3 separate regions of the Sus scrofa genome follow, and regions 1 and 3 are each linked to region 2. Evidence: chromatin contacts called from public Hi-C and HiChIP or PLAC-seq data. All regions are on one chromosome and are shown on one strand. Each heading gives the region's core, a stretch centred on a gene start, on an enhancer-like site or on the middle of the called end of the contact. The rest is flanking DNA. Distances are from core to core; before and after follow the strand shown. Region 1 overlaps TCF4 (transcription factor 4). Region 2 has its middle 160 kb from the start of TCF4. Region 3 overlaps TCF4 (transcription factor 4).

Region 1 (3,376 bases), core at 491-2,990, 400 kb after region 2:
GTGTGTGTGGCAGTTTATTTCCCTTCTGAAAGTAAAACAGAGTTCGATTTGTTTAGGAATGTTTAGATCCATTTCTAACATTGAACAGGACTATTTATACAGATGTTTTCAGGGAAAGTCAAAGAATCGGGGGATGCTGGCCTTTGCTGCCTTGTACTGTGTTTCTTTCAAAAAAAAAAGTATTCTTGCTGGTCAGCTATGGGAAACCTAAACCAATTTTTTTTTTTTTTTTTAAAGAAGGGCTGATTTGTGAACTCGTGCATTTAAAGGAAAAAGAAAAATCTGCCAAAGTGGGAGGAGGAGAGAGAGAGAGAGCATGACCAATACATTTCACAACAGATATCTCTTCCCAGACAGTTTTAAGGCACCGCAAACCCAGGCCCTGCTCCACGGTAAATTCCTCTCGAAAGGTCCCTTTTGGCTGGACTTCTTCCTGGTGTCCCCAGGCAGACACACATGCTTTCCCAGGGACAGACCCTTCTCTGGGAAGTGGGAGAGAAGAGACCCCTCAGAGCTACCCGATATTTGTAGTCATTGCCACCTTGTGGATTACAAAGGACATTGGTTTGCATCAAACTTCCATTTCAGTTTGGCTTTTTATGGCAAGTGCTCTTTGGCAGTGGATTGCTGAGTTCCTCACCAAAAGGATCCTGGTTTGTTCAGCAACACCTCACTTCTCTCCTCACAGTTCATTTATGATTCTGATGAGAGTGTTTTTTCAGGAAACACACATTTCACTTTTTGACCTAGGAGCATCTGTTAGAATTTTTTTTTTTAATACTACTTTGGCATTCTGAAAGTGTTAATGTCTCTCCTATCTGTTTAATGCTATTTAGGGATATTTATGATCACCTCTTGGTTACTCAGGGTAAAGTGTGTCGCAATTTTTTTTAAACAGACAGGAAAGCATTCACATGAGGAAACAGATTGCTTTAAACATGTGCTTCCTGTGACAGTAAAAAGAACAAATTAGATTTAACACTGTGTAATGAATGCATGAATGTGTATATTTAAGCTTTTCAAAGCTTTATGTTCAGTTCTGGTCACAAGTAAAATTGAGTCACCTGTAAAAATTAAAGATGCCTCGGTTATTCTCAGATTCCTGAAATGTCTGGGAATTGAGCTTCTCACCTGAGGCTGCCTCACTGGAATCATGAAGAGTAGGCTCTGTTAATGCTGGAGAGGAGAACGTTACTGGCACATTCAGGGGTTAAAGCAGGTTAGAGTCAGATTCTGTGCCTTTAGCGAAGAAAGCAGATTTGTTGGATGTCGTGGGGTGGGGGTGGGGGGAGCAGCAAGGCAGCATTTTCTTGCTGTCTTCCTCCCTCTCTGAGAATCAGTGAAAATAACCTATTCTTCTGCACTCCAAATTGTCCTCTTAGATGAAAGAAAAAAGAAGAGAATCTGAGGTTGACTTCATAGCATCTACTAAGATTTAATTACATAAGAAAAGGAGTCCTTTTCTTATGTAATTCACTTTGGGCTCCTGTAGGCTGCCTGGCAGGGAGTGAATAGAATATAGGTTCATATTTCCAGTTAGACACAAGGATTGAATTGGAGGGCATGAATCCTCTCCCCCAGAAGAGGCTCTCCTTGCCATTTCTGGCTGAGCCCCGTGGATGGTGCGTTTCCTTCCCCTGTGCTTTTCAAAGCTGAGGATTTGTGGCAGTCTCGCCACCTCTCTGGCCAAGGAAGGCCAGGACAGAGTCCCTCGGGGGAGGGCACAGAGTTCAGGGACATCTGACACTCTTGTGTCGCATACTGAGGTACTAATATCAAAACAGACTGCTTGTCCCCGCACGGTAGGGCAGTGCTTTTTTTGGCTGCCGTGGTCGAAACGAAATGGGCAAGCTGTAGCCCGCTTGGCATCAGAAGGGGCTAAGGGAAGCTGGGAGATCAGAGTCAGACTGTGAATAAAAGTAACAGCCAATGGTTAACTTCCTTTTTGTGTGTCACTTGGCAGCGATGAGACTGATGGCGAGTTTTTTTTTTTTTTTTTTAAACGTGGGTGAGAGTTCAGTGCCCTAGGAAGAGCCGTAGATGCTGTCATTGTGCTTCCTTATACAGTTGACTTGCGTTGATTTCTTGAGGCCACTACAGCTGTTCCTAGTGCCAGCTCCGGGAGCTGTATACATGGCCCGTCGGACTTCGGCTGAAAAAGGTAATCAGATGAGAGGTGATCCACACAGAATCTCGCTGCTGATTACTAGGAAGTCACCAGGAAATCAGATTCTCGCAGAAGGCAGTGGTGCCAAAGGATCAGATAGGCACTTGAATGGATGTTCCCTTGTATGCAGACATCCAAAAATCTTTTAAAATTGTACAACTCCACACCCCTCATCTCCCATCAAAGATTCAGATCAGTTTTGGATTATCTGGAAAATGCAGTGCTAACAGAGCTGGGTTGAAGTCAGATGAAATTAACTGCTGCTTTTTGGGAGAGGTTGTGGTTCTTGGGCTAGTCGCATTGTTATTTTTTATTTTTTTATTTTTTTGAAGGGTTCATTGGAAGGGAGTTGGGGAGAATTTCTAACCTCCCTCAAGATTTTCCTCCCATTTCTCTGTTTGCAGAGAGCTAGCTGTTCCCCAAAGGCGAAAAGAGCGAGTTGCCATCTTGAGCAGGGAATTGTGTATTTAGTGTGCACCAAATGGTCTCAAAGTTAGCCTGAAATTTTCAATATATCTAGTTGCTTTCATATCCTATTTATCCCCCCTAACCATTTGTACAAGATATCAGTAGGATGACCAACTTCTGACAACCCTAAAAGCAGGGAAGGAAGCTTAGAAATAGAATACCATTTGTCTGGTAATTAGAGTGTATCTCTTAAGAGTTCGAGAGAATTCTGATTAACCTTTCTGTTCCCACATTCTCACATAAAATTAGCACACCTTTTAAATTATTATCTAGTATTTAAACACACATTTTTGAGCCTTCTTCATGCAACAGGTTCTGGAGACACTAAAAGTGTGTTATAGGTTTCTAAAAAACTTCATTTTTCTTACATTTTAAATGTTCTGTTTGTGCAAAATTTCGAGAATCACCATAAGGGCTTCTTTGCATTTTTAATTTAGTAACTAACATATGAATAAATTTGCATATTAATTAGTTGCAGATTAAATCATGCATACATAATTGCCTCCTTACTGTGTTTAATGTTTGTCAAAATCTCCAGCCTGGTTTGATGGATGTCGTATGAAAGATTACAATTTGATGTACCCTTGGAAGTATTTACACCAATAATGCAAGATTCTTAATAGCAGAATTCTCTAGTTATATACAGTTACTAATAAACATGTAAGATAGGTACATGTCCCTTTGACTAAAATTTTTTTCTTTGCACCAAATCATTTACTATTCATAATCATTAATGCATCT
Region 2 (3,797 bases), core at 968-3,467:
ACACACAGAAAACTAAATGCACCCAAAGCTCTGTCTGCCTTTTCCTAGGAGCTGAAAGAATCATGACAATACTGACTCATCTATTATAAAAAAAAAAAAAACCCTGGAGTTTGTCCCTTAGCTGATATGACCAGGTCTCAGCAGACCATGTTCCTCTATCTTTTATACCCCCCACAATGTGGACCAAATGCAGGACTAACTAAATACATATTGACAAACTATTGAAAGCCACTGTGATGAAGTCATCCACTAGACTGTGTGGAACTTCCCCCAAAGCTTTGACTGGGGACCAGACCCCACCAAGACCTCTGACCCTGAGTGTTTAAAAAGGCCATTAAAAGTATAGGATATTACTGGATAGGAGATATGATTGAGAATTAAAGGTCCTACTGGTCGATGTGGTTTGTACCAGTCCCATGGGTATCTTTGTGATACCTACTTGCACAAAGAGAAGTGTGTGAAAATGATTCAGTGAAATGAATAACTGTAGACTAACAATGAGAACAATGCTAGACAAAAAGTAATCCAATTTGATTCCAGGAGTAATCCCAGCCACAGGGCAGCTGCAAATCCCCACTTCAGATTTTGCTTTGTCAGCATGTTCTCTGACAAGGCATAGATTTCTCCTCCACCTCTTGACAGAAGTGACATTAGCTAATAAAGCCAGGTCTATATGGACAAGGTGAAATAAAGAATCCAAGCATAGAGACCTTGAACAGAAACCTGCCTGGCAGCACAGAAGTGGCCTTTTACAAAGAAATAATCCAGATAATTTATTTTCCCTTCTGCTCGTGTAGACCTGTTTCCCTGAAATTCTTTTCAATCCGCCTGAATACAGAAGAGCACCAGGGGGAGCTCACACATCTTCCTTCTTTTTCTCCCCCTCTCAGAGAAGGTTGGCTCTTGTATCCCAGGGAAAGGGTGGGTCAAAACAACATATCTGAAATAATTTAGCGATGTAAACACACAGGTAATATTCTAGATTTTTCTGGAAGGCTCTGCACTGTCTCACTTTGGGCACACCTAAAATCAGCGGTCAGTCAACTCAGCTGGCTCTGAGTTGTGGCCTCTTAAACTCCTGAATCAAAAAGCATAAGGGCACATCTCTATGTCTCCCTTAAAAAGAGAGAGAGAGAGAGAGAGAGAGAGAGAGAGAGAAATCGGGAAGGGGAGACAGAGAGAAAGAGAGATTCTGCTTCCTTGCAATTTGAAATGACATTTTTCAGAACACTTCAGTTTTAATCACAGTGGAGAGTAATGGAAGGGATTTGGGTCTTTGACTTTCTACATTAATCAATGGGATTGATTTTTTTTTTTTTAATTTTAAAGAAGAGAAATAGCCTCTCTCCCCACCCCCTTCTCTCTCTGAAAACATGAGACAAGGAGGAGAAACTCTAAATATATAGTTAACTGTTGTATTATCAGTATGAGTGGAGAGAATCAATGGTATAAAGAATCCTAAAGGACTAAATAATCCCCAGCTCTACTCCAGGAGTGTGTGTTTGTGACAGTGACATTCAGAGTGTAGAGAGCCCTAGCCTGCCCCAACTGGTGAGAGGGGGAGAAAAAAGAGCCCCTGCTTCTGACACTTGATGCACAGAAAATGCTCTTCACTCACTACTTTCAAGAAATGATACAGTTCTAATCTTAACTTTTGAAACTACAGATCACAAAATCTTTTAGAGATCCTAGCTCTGGAAGATCCCTTCATGAGGTCATCTAACCAAACCTCTACTTTAAGGCAGGTGAGATAAAACTGTTTTAAATTTTACTTTAATAGATGAAGTAGTTGAGGTTCAGAGAGGACAATTAAGAGCCTGAGTCAGGCAGTGAAACGATTTTTGTCTGTAAATTAAAAACCCACTCAGCATCCAATTCCCCATGCTTGCCCTTGCCCCCATTATAAAACTGTAAATAACGTTGTTTTAATATTCCAGGTCTAAACTTTGAAGAACCCACAACCCAAAAGAGGAAAGATGACTGAATCAAAAGGGAATGCAGAATAATGAAAAACTGAGGTAGCTAAACACCTGGAGGAAACGCTAGGATTGATCAAAGATCCCATCAAATGTGGCTTTCTCCCCAGGTTAAGGAGGCTGAACCGCAAAGAAACCACGGGGCAGCCGAGGAGACGACGCCTTTTGGGGCCCTGTGTCGCGCTGCAGTATGATCAGCTATAAGGCCGGGCGAGGCAGCTGCCGCTTGGCGCCCGAGCGGAGGCACCGCGTGGCAAGGCCGGCGGCGACAACGCAGGGCGGTTGGCTCCGGGAGGGTCGGCCGGGCGCGCCGAGGCGGCGCGGCTACCGCGAGGAGCGCGCTCCAAGCCCGACTTGTTGGAAGATCTCGTGGCGCTCGGTCGGCGACAGAGATAGCGGCGCCGCAAGAGCGCACGAGGGCACGCCCACCGCAGGCCAAAGGGCTGCAGTTACAGTGGCCCGCCAGGGGACAGGGACGCCCCCCCGGCCAGCGAAACAGGCTCGGCCTCCGCCGCCGAGCCGGTCCGGACCGCGCGCAGCGAAAATAATGGAGATGTAGCCAGCGGAGGCTCGTATAGCGAGATCCAAATCCAAGACTCTATGTCGGCGTGGATGGAGGGCTGGCGGCAGAGGGACAGGGGCTTTAATCGCGACAGAAGCCCTGTAGGTGGTTCAGACTTTTTCTTTTGCCCTCAGGGGTCGAGCATCCGAGGTTAAACTGCCTGCGACTCACATGTCAGTGCAGCAGTTTCCCTGAGACTTCAGCGGCGGGAGGCCGAGCACCTGTGCTCCGTGCCTCTTGTAGGGACAGCTGTGCGCATCCCTCGGGCCCACAGACCGCACCATCTGACCTGCCAGGAACGAAATCTGAGCCTCGGAATTTGAAGGGCCCCGCGCACGTTCCTTCTCGGATAAATCTCCTAGGAAAGGATCGTTATTCTCCACTCAGAGATTATTTAGAGAGATGTCCTGGACGGGATAGGTAAACATATGACAGCCCAAGGAAGACATGTAAAACTTTAAATTGTAGACACTTAAGCACCAACTGTCTGGAGCCCTGAAGGGGGGAAAAATTATCCATCATCAGAAACTGCCAGGGCTGCTGGCATTTTCTAAATCAGAGGATGTATTAACCAGAGTGTGGGAAGTTTTCTGAACACAGAATTCATATTTCTGAAGCTCGTGAAGGGAGTGCTTCAACTCTCTTTCTGGTTGTTGTATCTTAGATCCCTAATTCCTTGGTTTTAACCACCAAGAAGAATTCCTTATAAGCAAGTTATTAAAAGCATTTACATTAAATATTACTGGATGGGAAATATTTCGTTTCCCATGCTCATTGTATCATATTCACTATGAACATCTCTGTGATCCAGAATGTTTGATATCAGACAGGCTTTCACAAGAACCCAAGCAGGTGTTAAAGGGCCCCACAGCACCTTGCGCTTGTGCAAACAAAGGGAATCCAAGGATGCTGCTGATGAATACGAAGTAAGGAAAGACACCCTTTTTCCCCCTTATTTTTAAGCTACTCTCTTAACCCAAAGAAACATTCTTTCTTTGACCATAAGATGAAGATTATTTAATTGATAACTTTGAGGGCCTTGTTCCTCTGTCACTCTTGAAGTTTTTTTGGTGGGGGGGGGCTGTTTGGGGGGAGGGTTTTTTGGGGGGAGAGGGCTAAGTGGAAAGGGAGAAGGAAAAGAAATTTGTTACTGGCTTTATCGAACCCTGTTAGGTTCCGTTTCTAACATGATGTGGAATGGAGAAGTTGCAATAAGTACATGATGGGAAAATAAGGTCTGTTAGAAAAATGTTAGGAAA
Region 3 (3,568 bases), core at 669-3,168, 500 kb after region 2:
GACTTGAACAGAGGCAGGCGAGGAGGGCATTACAGAATAAACAGGATCGAAAAAAAAAAAACCCAGAAAATAAAGGATCTTATGTGTGCAGATGGGAGTGAGAAAATGACCCCATGATACCGGCCCTTACGGTGTGCCAGGCAGGGCTGCGCTGGGCGGAAAGGCCCTCCTCGGAGCTCAGCAGCTCCAACAATTGGCTCGGATCTTTCACAGGAGAGTCCACAGGAAGAGTGAGTTTTCGTGTATATTTTTTACATCCAAATCAAATTAACTCATGGAATTTTCCACCCTTAGGAATTAAAGTAGCAGCTCATGAAGTAATTCAGTTATGTCATTCATACCAAAACAGAAAATGCTGGAGCAACTTGGCACCATTTAAAAGCCAAGACTCAGCCTTGGCCATTTTGTATTTTTTTTTTTTTTCTTCCAAAACCTGTGGCTGTTGTGTTATTTTAACTTTTATTGTGGCTGTAAATTTTTTTTTCAAATCAAAAGTATCTTAATTGCTTAGAAAACAGAAGTGTAAAATAGATTCGAAATAAGAGGGTTTAGGCAGAGCAGCTTTAGGAAGGAAAACCTAAACAACAAAAAATGAAGCTTTAAACATCAGATTTCTGAAATGCGGGGATTTTACCTAATTGATTGGCATTTGAAGTTGTACATAATTATAGCTTCCTCTGGATACATAAATCATCTTACAACTATAAAGTTGAGTTTAACGGAAAGATCTGTCCAGTATTAGTTAAATGACATCTTTGGGGAAGCATTGTCCTGATACAATAGCCACATTCATTTTCACGCAGTTAATTGGACATATTGTCAAAAACCACGGTGTTAAGTTTCCACATTTTAATTTCACATTTTTGCCTTCTCCCTGGCTTCTGCAACAGGACCGGGTCTCGTTTGGAGCTGAAAGTGTGTGAAAGTTATTGGAGAATGGTAGTCTCTGGGTAATGTTTCTGTAAGCTGCCCCCAATTTTCCCCCCTGTAGTCTAGATGGGAAACAGCTGGTTTTTGTTTAAAAAGCTGTTTTGCGAAGTGTCTGAATCTTGAGGTGTAGAACTGAGGTCACCAGTAAAAGCAGGTGCTCAGGAACAAGTGAGAAAGACGCTGGGGCCCGGCTGGCCCTATAATCTTCTGCAGAGTCCTTCCTATTAGAGGAAAAAGTGTTGAGGTTGGCTCCTTTATTTAGGAGGCAAACAGATAAAGTAATCACGTTCGAGATGCTGTTAGAAATAGAGTATCTTTGAACGTAGCCAGCCCTTGAGTGCGTAATTAGCTCTCTCTGAAATGGCTGTTTCCCTCCCAAGGCTTCAAAAACGAAGGTCCAAGCCTTTAACTTCCTTTATGTACTTGCATTTCCTCTCTAAATACACCCACAGTAAAAAGAACTACAGTTTCAAATAAGTAGTCCCAGAGCCTGGTCCATCCTCTGAGTTTCTGGATGCGGTCTCAAAGAAGGAAAGAAGAGGGACCTGCATGGGCAAGGCCAGGCAGTTTTGCATGGCAAAGCACAAAACATGTGGAATCGCTAAAGTCCAGTGCACGTCAGATATCCACCAGACTGAAGATGAAAGGAAATGAACTCCTCCCTTGGGCGCTGGAGGTTATTAGCAGCTGTTTATCCAGTCGGGAATAGAGATTAACATTGTAATTTTTTTTTTAAAGAACTAGAAGAAAATTTGTTTGGGAAGTTGGCTCTTCGTATCGGGTCACTGTGCATTGCCAAAAAAAACTTCCTTTCTCAGAACTTATGTAGTCGAGTTGAGCAATGTTATGATTCTCTGAGAGACTCAGGATTACCAAAAAGTCCATCTCCATTAAATAGAAGAGCCAAGGACAGAGCAGTGGATGGACGTCCGCCACAGGCCCATTCCCTTGAACTCCACAGCGTGAAACTTGCTGTTTGGTCCAGTACCTGTTCTCCTCCTGCCTCTAAATGGGGGTGTTCTTCCCCAACCTCCCAGCCCCCAACTTCATCTTTGCCACTCTCAGGCATACACAAATGGATTTTGTGCATGCCTACCACTTGCAAATGCCTTTTCATGACATATTGGGGAAACGGCTTGGTGCTCTGTGAAGCTTTGCTCTTAAAAAAAAAAAGTTGGATATTGGTATTTTTTTTCCCTGATTTAATGCTACTCTTAATGTCATTTTCTTTTATTAAATCCTTTCTTTTGCTTTTGATCTTATTTATAGCAGAGCCACCGGTCATATGGAAACTATTACTGTATAGCTGGGAGATGAAAGACTTCATTGCAGTTAAATAAGAGTGAATCATTTGGGCCAATAATACACACATACAGCGAGGTTCCATTTGTATCCAAAATGCCCTATGTTGCTCACTTTGTAACTAAACCATTGAGGTTTATAAAGGGCTTTACAGAAGTCTGCTTTTTGTCCAAAATATGTCTCTGACAACGTGAAAACACGTTGATTTGCAGTCCTTAGCTGCTGCTTCGTATATGCATAATCTAAATATTGGCACTTCTTGTGAAAATAGCAACTTTCATTTAAAGTTGAGATGTTAATTAATGTTAAATGCCATTTAAGCTGATCTGTAGATAATCTATATCAAAATTCTACCCATCATTTGAAAACTACCTAAAATGACACCTTCTTCTTAAAGTAGTCCCTGGTTTCTTCATCCAGTGTGATTTCACTCATCTTTAAATCCCTTCACGACCTGTACCCCTTCATGACATTCATCTTGTTTTGCCTTGTATAGTAGTTGTTTTGATCCACCAGTAAGGTGTAAGAGACCATAAAGTAATACTCACATCTTTTGTTCATTATTTTTCCTGAAAATACCTAAATCGTGTCTTGCATATAATAGACATTCAGGGCATTTGTTGAATTAAATGAAATGTTTGTTTTTTTTTCTTTTGATAGGAACATGCTAAACCTATATTCAGCAGTACCAAAAGCGTTTAGAGTGCAGATAGTCTCCCAAGATAGATGCCATAGGTGTCATCCTTTACTGTTAAGGAAACCCCTAATTCACCTTGTGGTAGTCTGATCCCATACAAGGACCCAGCCCTCGCCCTTAGAATGCTTACACCTCAGGACAAGGATAGGCTTTCTGAATAGCAGCTAAACAAAATCATTGACACGTACGCCCTACCATATTAGACAGTGGCCGCTAGTGTGTGGCATTCAGACTGAACAGTCCAGGAGAACCCTGTCCAGGCCCAGCAAGATGATGAGAATTCTGGAGACTCAGACCTTCCAGGAGGAGTAAGAGGAAGAGAAGTGGGACTAATAAAAGTGAAGTGGTCAGTGGGTCAGTGGGGAAGGAAACCCGCCCTGGCGGACAGAAGAGGGAGGGCTTAGCTCAAGCCTCAGAGATGTGGAAGAGAAGGGCCCCAACTAGGTACCTGAAGACTGAGATGAAGGAATTTAGGAATAGGAAGGAGCCGGAATGGTTCTCTGGTGTCTGGGTGAAGGACCCAGAAGCAGAAGGCATTGATCTGAGACATAATTCACAGAAACCTGAAAAGCCATGAACTTGGATTTGCAAGGGACCAGGTGATGGGCAGAGAACATAGCATTTACAAACTGAGTGTTT

What was found. A called contact is a pair of places that touch in the nucleus more often than the background predicts. HiChIP or PLAC-seq counts read pairs in DNA pulled down with a chosen protein or histone mark.
Region 1: a contact with region 2 is called in an H3K27ac HiChIP or PLAC-seq map of skeletal muscle. The contact joins two enhancer-like sites. A contact is called at or near these places in 16 of 47 Hi-C or Micro-C datasets (alveolar macrophages, brain, embryonic fibroblasts and 10 more) and 1 of 2 datasets of contacts at active chromatin or transcription factors (skeletal muscle).
Region 3: a Hi-C map of retroperitoneal adipose tissue shows a contact between it and region 2, with 2.0 times the contacts expected there. The contact joins two enhancer-like sites. A contact is called at or near these places in 19 of 47 Hi-C or Micro-C datasets (alveolar macrophages, brain, embryonic fibroblasts and 11 more) and 1 of 2 datasets of contacts at active chromatin or transcription factors (skeletal muscle).

What each region holds. Positions count from the first base shown.
Region 1 is chr1:104,831,430-104,834,805 of Sscrofa11.1, reverse strand. The region is part of intron 8 of TCF4 (transcription factor 4); the gene reads left to right. Among named protein-coding and RNA genes, the nearest start is that of TCF4, 250 kb to the left of the region's middle. Within about 2 kb of position 1,740, at least 21 of the 83 cell types and tissues checked have an H3K27ac peak or open chromatin away from gene starts, as enhancers often do. A contact at or near this core is called in fetal skeletal muscle, retroperitoneal adipose tissue, skeletal muscle and 1 more, where this site is marked.
Region 2 is chr1:105,236,476-105,240,272 of Sscrofa11.1, reverse strand. No RefSeq gene overlaps it. Among named protein-coding and RNA genes, the nearest start is that of TCF4, 160 kb to the right of the region's middle. Within about 2 kb of position 2,217, at least 32 of the 83 cell types and tissues checked have an H3K27ac peak or open chromatin away from gene starts, as enhancers often do. A contact at or near this core is called in fetal skeletal muscle, retroperitoneal adipose tissue, skeletal muscle and 1 more, where this site is marked.
Region 3 is chr1:104,734,326-104,737,893 of Sscrofa11.1, reverse strand. The region is part of intron 15 of TCF4 (transcription factor 4); the gene reads left to right. Among named protein-coding and RNA genes, the nearest start is that of CCDC68, 260 kb to the right of the region's middle. Within about 2 kb of position 1,918, at least 24 of the 83 cell types and tissues checked have an H3K27ac peak or open chromatin away from gene starts, as enhancers often do. A contact at or near this core is called in fetal skeletal muscle, retroperitoneal adipose tissue, skeletal muscle and 1 more, where this site is marked.